Linked DNA regions of Mus musculus: region 2 is linked to region 1. A link is a contact called in public promoter capture Hi-C data. All regions are on one chromosome and are shown on one strand. Each heading gives the region's core, a stretch centred on a gene start, on an enhancer-like site or on the middle of the called end of the contact. The rest is flanking DNA. Distances are from core to core; before and after follow the strand shown.

Region 1 (4,216 bases), core at 1,255-3,754:
GATGACCCACCCACACTTTACTTTAACATTTGAAAAGCCTTCAAAGTCCAGCCATGAAATAAAAGGGCAGGACCTTAGGCTGTTTTTAAATTACTCAGTTAAAGTGCATTTAGAGGCTGGTGCCAGACAGGAGAGTAGGAGTTGTGAACCTGAGCCTTGGGAGTGGGCTGAGGAAATCTATTCCTTTCTGGATCCGCGTCAATCCTTCACAATAGGTTTGTGACTGGCTAGAAACCACATGACTTCCCAGAACTGCAGACCCACCCACACTCAAACAACTGCCCAGCTTCTTCAAGAACATACTTTCATTTCCAGAGAACCTGCTGGTCAGGGTTCCATTAAGTTTACCTGATACAAGGAGAATACTCTCTTTAAATCTTGGGGCCTTTAAGAACTACAACCCCGCCCTGTTTTATGGCAAATACATTTAAATCCAGAACTCCAGGGAATGAGGCAGGTGGATGTCTATGAGTTTGAAGCCGGCCAGCCTGATCTACATAGTTCCAGGACAGCCAGAGCTACACAGCAGAGACCCTGTCTCACAATGCAAAATACACACACAAACAAAAAGGAACCCCAATTATAGTAACACTTACATGTTCAACATTTCCCTCAGCTTTCCAGACACCAACTTATTAAAACTCTCTCCCGCACTTGTAAATTGTGGCAGGTCATCATCTTTGTCTTTGGCATAAATTCCTAAAACAAGGCCCTGAAAAAAAAAAAAAATCAAGAAAGATAAATACAATCAGAGTAGATCCCCCAGAAAGCATTGGCTGTCCAGATGCAGAAGGGGCAAGCAATCCCATTAAAACTGTCTTTTTCCGCAGAGGCCAAGAGCAGAGCAGCAGCCTCCACCGCAGCAGCTAAAATCCCTACCAGGGCAAGACTGGAACTGGGTTATGTGAGACATCTTGGGCCAACCCTAAACCTGAAAATCACTTGTTTCAGATCTACTGTCTCAGGGTTCGGTCGTTTAAAATACTTGTGTTTTGACTCTGTCCACTCAAGGGTTAGCTGCAGGACTTCCTACAGACATTCAGAAGTGAGTGAACACTCAGTTTTTGGAGTGCTTCAAATTTCAGATCAGGGATGTCCACATTGTTTAGTACCCTGTCAATCAGGGAAAGTGTGTGACTTTGCAGAGAGGGCAGAAGAAGCAGGGCCTTCTGCCAAGCACTTAATGGTGTGGCTCCACATTTCTGTCACACGCTCCCCGCCCCAAACACCTGAAATAAGGATGTAAAACCACTGCTCATCATTTGACTTCACAAGGCAATTTACGACTTTTAAAATACTGCCTCCCTTACGGCCACTTCAAGGAGTACTTTTCTCTCATTTGCCAGATAAGGAAACCTAGTCCCTGACACTGGAGCTCCTGCGTAGTTAAACTTTGACAGTGCACATGCCTTCTTTCTGGTCAGGGCCCTTTCCAAAAAACACCCCAGGTACTCCGGACCCATCTTTCCACTGAAGAAAACAGGCGTCCTTAGCAATGGTAAGTGCTAGGTTCTAACTTTCCCAAGATTGTTCATTCTGGGGTTCCATGAGACCAACCTGGGACAATCCAATGTTACCGGCCAGGGCTGGAAAGGTGTCTGCCTAACTCCTCTGCTATCTGTGATAACTGCAGGCGACCTGAGTTCAAAGCTCCATCTGGAACATTCCTCCCTCACCAGGTCCTGGAAGTATGACCTGGAAGTACTCCAATGAGCCCTTCCAGACTTTTCCCATCTGAGGGTCCTTCATAATTTCTCAGACTATGGAGAAGACCCTCTTCCAATTTCAAGATGACCTCTCTCAATAAAACCCTTTCCCCTAAAAGGACAGAAACCCAATCCAGCAGTTTCCTCCCCCAGGGCCTTCCACTTCACTTCAGCGGGGGGAGGGGTCCAGGCCCTGTGACTGGCTACTCTGGAAGCGTAGCAGGCTTTGGGACAATCCTACCGTCGTCCTTTCTAGGGTCTCTGTGAGAACTAAAAGAATTGGCGAACTAGGCGCGTGTAATTTTTCAGAGCTCAGTTAGAGGAGTCAGTAAACACTGGTTAGGTGGAGTGAGCGGTTCTGCTCAGCCTTCAGAACCCAGCACTGTCCAGTTAGGAAGAAAGGACGCGCCCTCGGCAAACAGCATCGGCCGCCCTCGTCGCAAGCCGGGCCCAGGCTGGTGTCCTGCAAACCCAGGGAACTTTTCTGTTCAGCTCATTTCTGCAACTTGATGCGTCCGTCCGACACATCGCGGCCTGGATACGCCGGGTCACCCTGCTGCCCGCCGCCAGGGCTCGCGCGGCCGCCCGAGAGCGAGCCGCCTCCACTCACCTTCGTCATGTCTGCGGTGGACAGACCCCGATCCCAGAGACCTCTCACTCCCAGGCGGCGGAGCGCGACTCGCGCGGCAGCCGGAAGGGGCAGCAAGTACATCTTCTCGGCTCGGCCCTCGGCGCCGCCCTCCAGAGAAGGAGCACGTGGCGCGTGGCAGGGCGCGCGCCTGGAGGCGGGACCTCCGGGGTCGCCGGACGCGCGCTTGGAAAGCCGGACCTGTGCGGGGCCTTGGGGGCGGGGCCGTCGGCAACTGGGCGGAGACCCGCTACTGAGCCTTAGGGAAGGGCGGCAGGCCCTTGGGGGCGGGGCTTCTGTTCTTGCGGGCCGGCGTCGTGGGCGTGGTTTCTGCGGGCTCAGGGGCGTGTCGGCTTGCTCGTGCTCGCGTGGGAAGCCTGAGAATTTGGTTTAAGGCAGTTTAACAGAAGTATGTCAATTTTATTTAACAAGTTTGTGTATACATGGAAGCCCTTACAGGAAAATGAGGATCCTGAAAGTGATCAGGTCCAAGTGCTTATATTGAATAGTAAATAGTTATGAAAAAGTAACTAAGCATAAAGGAAAACAAAAAGAATGTAATAATTAGCTAAATAAGGTTCATTTGGGCAGATTTCTAGCTTCCTTAACGCCTCACCTCGGGTAAAAGTATTTGGGGTAGCAGTAGTTTACATGGTGGTTTGACGTTCTGCTTTGGGGTTTGGGAGACCCAAAGATGGCTCTTCTTGCATTTAGTTCTATTCAAGTGCCTTTTAGGTGCAAAATATTGATGCTCAAGTGGCATACTTTAATGTAGCATATCTGCCATCCTTCATTATCCAATAAGGGCAAGAAGTACAGTGATTACAAAAACTGTTTTGAAGAGTGTCTTATGTAGACATCCGGATATGGGCCATGATTGTCCCCATTAGTAGCCCACCCTCACTACTGACAAGGCTCATATTTTAAAGCTTTGGTCAGCAGCTCTTGGTCAGCAGCTCGTGGTGCTGCAGGGAGGAGGTGGAACACGTAGAACATGGGACCTAGTAGAAAGAAGTTGGGAGGTTTCAAGGAAAATGCTGTGATCCCAGGACCCGGCTGCCTGTCTCTGATTCACCACAGATGAAGAGGCATCCCATCGTATGTGTTCAGCATAATTGCTATGCTGGCCCTAAACCCGTGCACTGAATGACCACGGGAACCTCTGGAGCTAGGAACTAAAGTCTTTCCTCTTTTTAATTTGACAGCTTCAGAAAGTTTTGTCCTGGTGATAAAAAGGTTACTAACGTAATAAGATCAAGTTCCTTCTGCCTTTTTTATTTTGTTTAAGGACATTTCTTCCACAAGAAATGCCTCCAGACCATCCCACTGTGGGTTTTATGTCTCCTACTCCCAAAGCAACCTGTCTCAAATTGCTAATCACCTGTATCCTGCTCGTGTGTGTGTGTGTGTGTGTGTGTGTGTGTGTGTGTATGTGTGTGTGTGTAGGACGTGGCTTTCACTTCTGTGTATTCATGCCAAAATCTAGCATCTAGTCCATATCTAGGGCCTATGCAAACAAGGTGCTCATAAATATTTGAATGAAAGTATGATCAAAGTCCAGTTGAGGTTGCAGCATTTAATTAAAGACCAGGCCAGCTGCCAGTGGGATTTCCTGATAATAAACTGCATGAGAAGTAGAAAGATAATTAAAGGGACATCGGGATCAGGAAGCGCATAGGCTTGGCATGGGGTGGAGACATCAGCCTGCTCCTAATAAAAAAGAAGATACAAAGACCAAGTCTCTGGTTTAAAGAGAATCTTAAAAGGCAAGAAGCCCATTTACTGTGGATGAGGGAGTCAGCAGGGAGCCAGGAATGATCTTCATAGAAGCTGCAGGGAAAGCTATGCTTTAATAGATGCACCAGTTAAACCCATTAAAGCC
Region 2 (4,614 bases), core at 637-3,136, 2.9 Mb before region 1:
CATTGGGCTGTATTGCTTCAGCTGTACAATGCAGCCAACCCAATGATGTCTGAAGGCTGTCCATCGCTGGACTTGTTGGTTAGAGCCATGCATTCATCATACAAACGCATGATGAACAGGTTTCCAAACCTCCTTCTTTCTTTTCCCAAATCCTTCTTCTTTTCTTCTGTGAACTTTTTGATGTGATGATCATTTCACTGGCTCAAAGTCATTGAACTTCCTGCATTCAGATGTTTGGTCAAGCATTATTCTGGATGTTTCTATGAGGACGTTTCAGCGAAGTTTACAATCAATAGGTACAGGAAAGAAATGTAGACCTTCTTATTGTGGGTGGGACTTGCACAATTAGCTGAAGTGCTTAAAGGAAGAGAGAAATGAGTTTCCACAGAGCAATAAGAACTTCTGAAGCTGAGAGTCACACTCTGAATGCAGAGACATATTCTGCATTGTTAGTTCTTCCTTGGGCTCTCTCTCTCTCTCCCCCCTGTCTCTCTCTGTCTCTCTCTCTCTTCTGTCTTTATCTCTGTCTTTCTGTCTCTGTCTTTCTGTCTCTGTCTTTCTGTCTCTGTCACTGTCTCTCTCTCTCTGTCTTGTCTCTCTGTCTCTGTCTCTCTGTCTGTCCCCTTCTTTCCCTCTCATTTAACTCCCCTTCCCTCTATCCCTTCCTCCCTTTTTACTGTTTCTGAGACAAGAGACTTAACTACATTGCCTAGGTTAACCTTGATGACCTAGGCTCAAGAGATCCTTATGCCTTAACTTCCTAAGTAGATGAAACACAACTGTGAAACACACACATCACAAATACCCATGGTGGGGCCTGTGGCAGGCAGCACCAATGTCCTATGAAAAAGTTCTTCCGTGATTCTATCCTCCACCATTCTTTTACAGTTTTTAAGTAATTAAGAATATTTTATTTGCATTGATGGGTACTTTTCCTGCATAAGTGAGGGTGTCTGATCCCCCAAAACTAGAGTTGCAGACAGTTGTGAGCTGTCATGTGGGTGCTGCAATTTGAACCTGGGTCCTCCGGAAGAACAGCCAGAGCTCTTAACCACTGAACCATTTCCCCACTCACCACCCCACAATCCACTTTTAATGCCAGACTATCTGCAACATTAATTCCTACTTGGAGGCAGGAACAGACTTTAATCTTTGACCCTTATGAGAATCTAAAGAGCCCAGTGCTAGGTATAAGTTAAGCCATTTAAAGAAGACAGAATGAAGGAAAATGATGAAGTTTGCTCCATCAGTGTTATGCATACATTTGCTACCTACAGTGAATAAAGTTAGTTACAACCTTATTGTCTTCACTAAAATGATAGCCCAGCACTTTGTAAAGAAAGCAATTCTTGTTTTTATCCCTTTGTTCTATGTGGATTTCACTTGACATGATTGAGACATGACTGAATAGGACACTTGAAATAAATTTAATTATAATTGATTTACTCACATTTTATTATTTTGTTTGAGATTTTTTTCAAGAATTAAGACTTCAAAACTGGGTAGATAAAACACACAGAGACTTGTATTTCTCCTTTTGGTCAAAAAGGAAAGGGATGATTCAAACCCTTAGTCAAATTTTCTAATGGCCACTAGATGGCACTAAATAACTAGTTCTCATACTTCTGCCTGCAGCATTCCTGCTTTAACTGGTTTCCATTGTCAGCTGGCAAATTGCAGAAAAGAAAAATATAAAAGCTATTTGCTGGAGATTTTGAACAAGATAGAGGTTTCATTAGCGGGGAACAGAACACATTTTGTAATTCAATTGCTAGCAAAATGATCGTCTTTATTGTTATATATTTGTACAGTTTAAAAGCAGGAAATAGGATCAGCACAGAAACACATAGGAAAATGTGGTAAGGCTAAATGCAGTAGGCACTAGCTGGGAATGTTTATCTTGACCAAAGAGGGAGGGCAGGCAAATGAGTAGGAGATAAAATGTCTGCTGAGACATTTTGAAAGATACTTTTAACCTCATATAATAGACTGCTTGTTCTTATATCATACCTGGGCTCAAGAATACCAGTAGGGCTTAGATTCCAGGAAAAGTGCTTTCTGCTTTAGATTTTTTTCTTTCTTTTTTTTAATTGAAGTTAAAGAGAGCGTGTTCCACTAAGAACGTTTGTTTGAAGACCCAGCAGTTGAATTTGATCACTAGTTGGCACTGTGGGCTACATTAAATATTAGATTCTTGAACACTCAGTTTCTGTTTGTCATAGTCTTTCAGTGTTGCAAGTTAGAGCAATACGGGCAATCACTTGATCTATGAATAGCAGCATGCTATTGTTTTTTAAAGTTTAGAGGCAGAATTCTGACATCAAAACACATCAGGTAGAATCTTGGGTCAGCAGACAAGAATATAAACTGGTCCAAAGAATCAGTGTAGGCCTTATCTTCTAAAGCCCTACAGAGAGGAGTGTTAAAGCCCACAAGTACTGAGCAACGTGTTCTTAGGCATTGAAAACTTGTTCAAACAAAGGAAGGATTTGTTAGTATTGAATCAAGTATTTTTCCAAAGTGAAAAGTGCTAACTAGTGATTCAAATTTAAGAGCATAAAAAAATAAGATTCATCTATGCTTTTGTAGATAAGTTACAAAAATCATTAACAATCAGAGTGAGTGAGCATAATGGCCTGGTCCAGTCAGTCCCTATTGGGTCACTTGAAGCCTCCCTGCGCTCTGATAATCCAGGGAGTTCACGTTCAGGCTTTAGGAGACGCCAGTGTTTCAGAGCATTTTGAGCAATAGAATCTTCAGTTCACAACTTTCACCTATCCAGGGGATTTGACCTAGAGCCTCAGAGAGCTCAACACAGACCACAGGAGCTACCCACTCCAGGATTTGTTCTTCTTTTTAAGTCAATACCTCCCAGTCTTCTTTGCCTTTGCAGTGATGGCCCGCTATCCCCTCCGGGAGATAACTCTGGAGGGAAATAAGCGAGCAGCGTGAGGTTTAGTGTGATGGCTGCCACTCTTCAGGACCATTCTCCCTCCAGGTAGTAATGAGGAAAGAGTTTTACAGGACATTTAGCGATGGCACCTGGGGAGTCTGAAAGGGTTAATTTCTCTCTTTAGACAGTTCTTCTCTTCTCGGAGCCACTTCTAGGAGGAAATCTCTTTTCTTCAGGAAAAGATGAAGCTGAGGGCTGTAGCCAGGAGGTGAGGGAAAGGTGCACGGCTAAAGCTGTTAAAAGCCAGACAAAAAAAATAAGATTCCAAAGCCCTCAATAAATCAAAGGTAAAGCCTTTTAAACATAGTGATATGTGGCAGATGGCACATAGAAGAATCAATATTCTGAGTTCTTTAGGGAGAGAACTTAATTCATTCAATGCTCGTGTAGCATCTGATACAGAGATTTGTACATAGTTAGCATCTACAAAATATTTGTTGAACTGTAGTGAGTTGGGCACAAACATACACACACACACATCTATACACCCAGGAAATCAGATACACACATATTGAGACAGTTGCTCACGCTCCCATTTAGTCAGATGACAGCTATCCTTGCTTAATTTCCAGGCCCGTTTTGTTCATCTCTCATCTCAAGGGTTTAACCTTGAGTTTGGATTAAATAAGTGAATAATGATACTTAAGGTTAAGTATTTTTGACGGTGTAAGGAAAATGACAGGCTACTTCCGCTTCAAAGGACCTTTCTGTAGGGTGAACAACTCTTTCCAAGTGGCCATTCTCAGAACAGCCTGACCAAGATATCCCCTGAAGTTGAGAACTTCATGAACTCATGAAGAGCGCCAGCTTTTGTGTGCTTGATTTAAAACACCTGATACAACTGTCTCCTGAGAGGCTCTGCCAGATCCTGACCAATATAGAAGCAGATGCTCTCAGCCAACCACTGGACTGAGCATAGGGGCACCAGTGGAGGAGTTAGGGGAAGGACTTAAGGAGCTGAAGGGGCCTAATCTGGCATCAATGGGAGGGGAGACCCTTGGTCTTGTGAAAGCTTGTTGCCCCAGTATAGAGGAATGCTAAGGAGGGGAGGTAGGAGTGGGTAGGTGGGTGGGGGAGAATCCTCATAGAAGCAGGGTAAGGGGGTGGGGGGGAGTAGGGGGTTTGAAGAGGGAAAACCAGGAAAGGGGATAATATTTGAAATGCAAACAAACAAAATATCCAATTAAAAAAAAACAACTCAGTTTGTCAGTTTGAATTCTTCCTTCACCAAAGTGCTTCGTGACATCCCTGTGCTCTGGCTGTTTTTTTTTCATTGGCCTTCATACATTGTTTGACCTGATGCTGCCTGGGAGAGGCATTTATGCTTGCTTCCTCGGCAAATCGTCATCTCTTGAAATGCTCCATGATATTCTCGTGAGTGGAAGGGCTAGTGGCTGTTTAAAATAAGCAAGTTCACTAAGTAACTTCGAGTATCACTGTGATTTCTCTCCTGCGGTCAAGTACTCGAATCCAGCCCCTTCCCCGAAACTCCTTACCTCAATAGAGTAAGGTCTACGTTTACCTTAGTGGATCTTAACTCTCCTCTTCCCAATGGAAGTTGGCAGTTCCTGAACCTTTGTCTTTATTATGACTGAAAGTTTACGTTACCCCTTGTGTTCATGGAACAGAGGACAGGGATACTGCTAAGCATCCAGCAACTT

Evidence for each region. Promoter capture Hi-C pulls out the DNA fragments that hold promoters and counts their contacts.
Region 2: a promoter capture Hi-C map of hippocampal neurons shows a contact between it and region 1, with 11 times the contacts expected there. The contact joins the enhancer-like site here to the promoter of Lap3 in region 1. A contact is called at or near these places in 4 of 39 promoter capture datasets (the 3T3-L1 cell line, the C10 cell line, cranial neural crest and 1 more) and 2 of 115 datasets of contacts at active chromatin or transcription factors (embryonic stem cells and forebrain).

What each region holds. Positions count from the first base shown.
Region 1 is chr5:45,491,662-45,495,877 of GRCm38.p6, reverse strand. Lap3 (leucine aminopeptidase 3) reads right to left here and starts at 2,504. Exons shown (of 13, transcript NM_024434.6): 1 at 2,317-2,504; 2 at 597-712. The coding sequence starts at 2,418.
Region 2 is chr5:48,342,858-48,347,471 of GRCm38.p6, reverse strand. No RefSeq gene overlaps it. Among named protein-coding and RNA genes, the nearest start is that of Pacrgl, 27 kb to the left of the region's middle. Within about 2 kb of position 1,886, at least 19 of the 459 cell types and tissues checked have an H3K27ac peak or open chromatin away from gene starts, as enhancers often do. A contact at or near this core is called in hippocampal neurons, where this site is marked.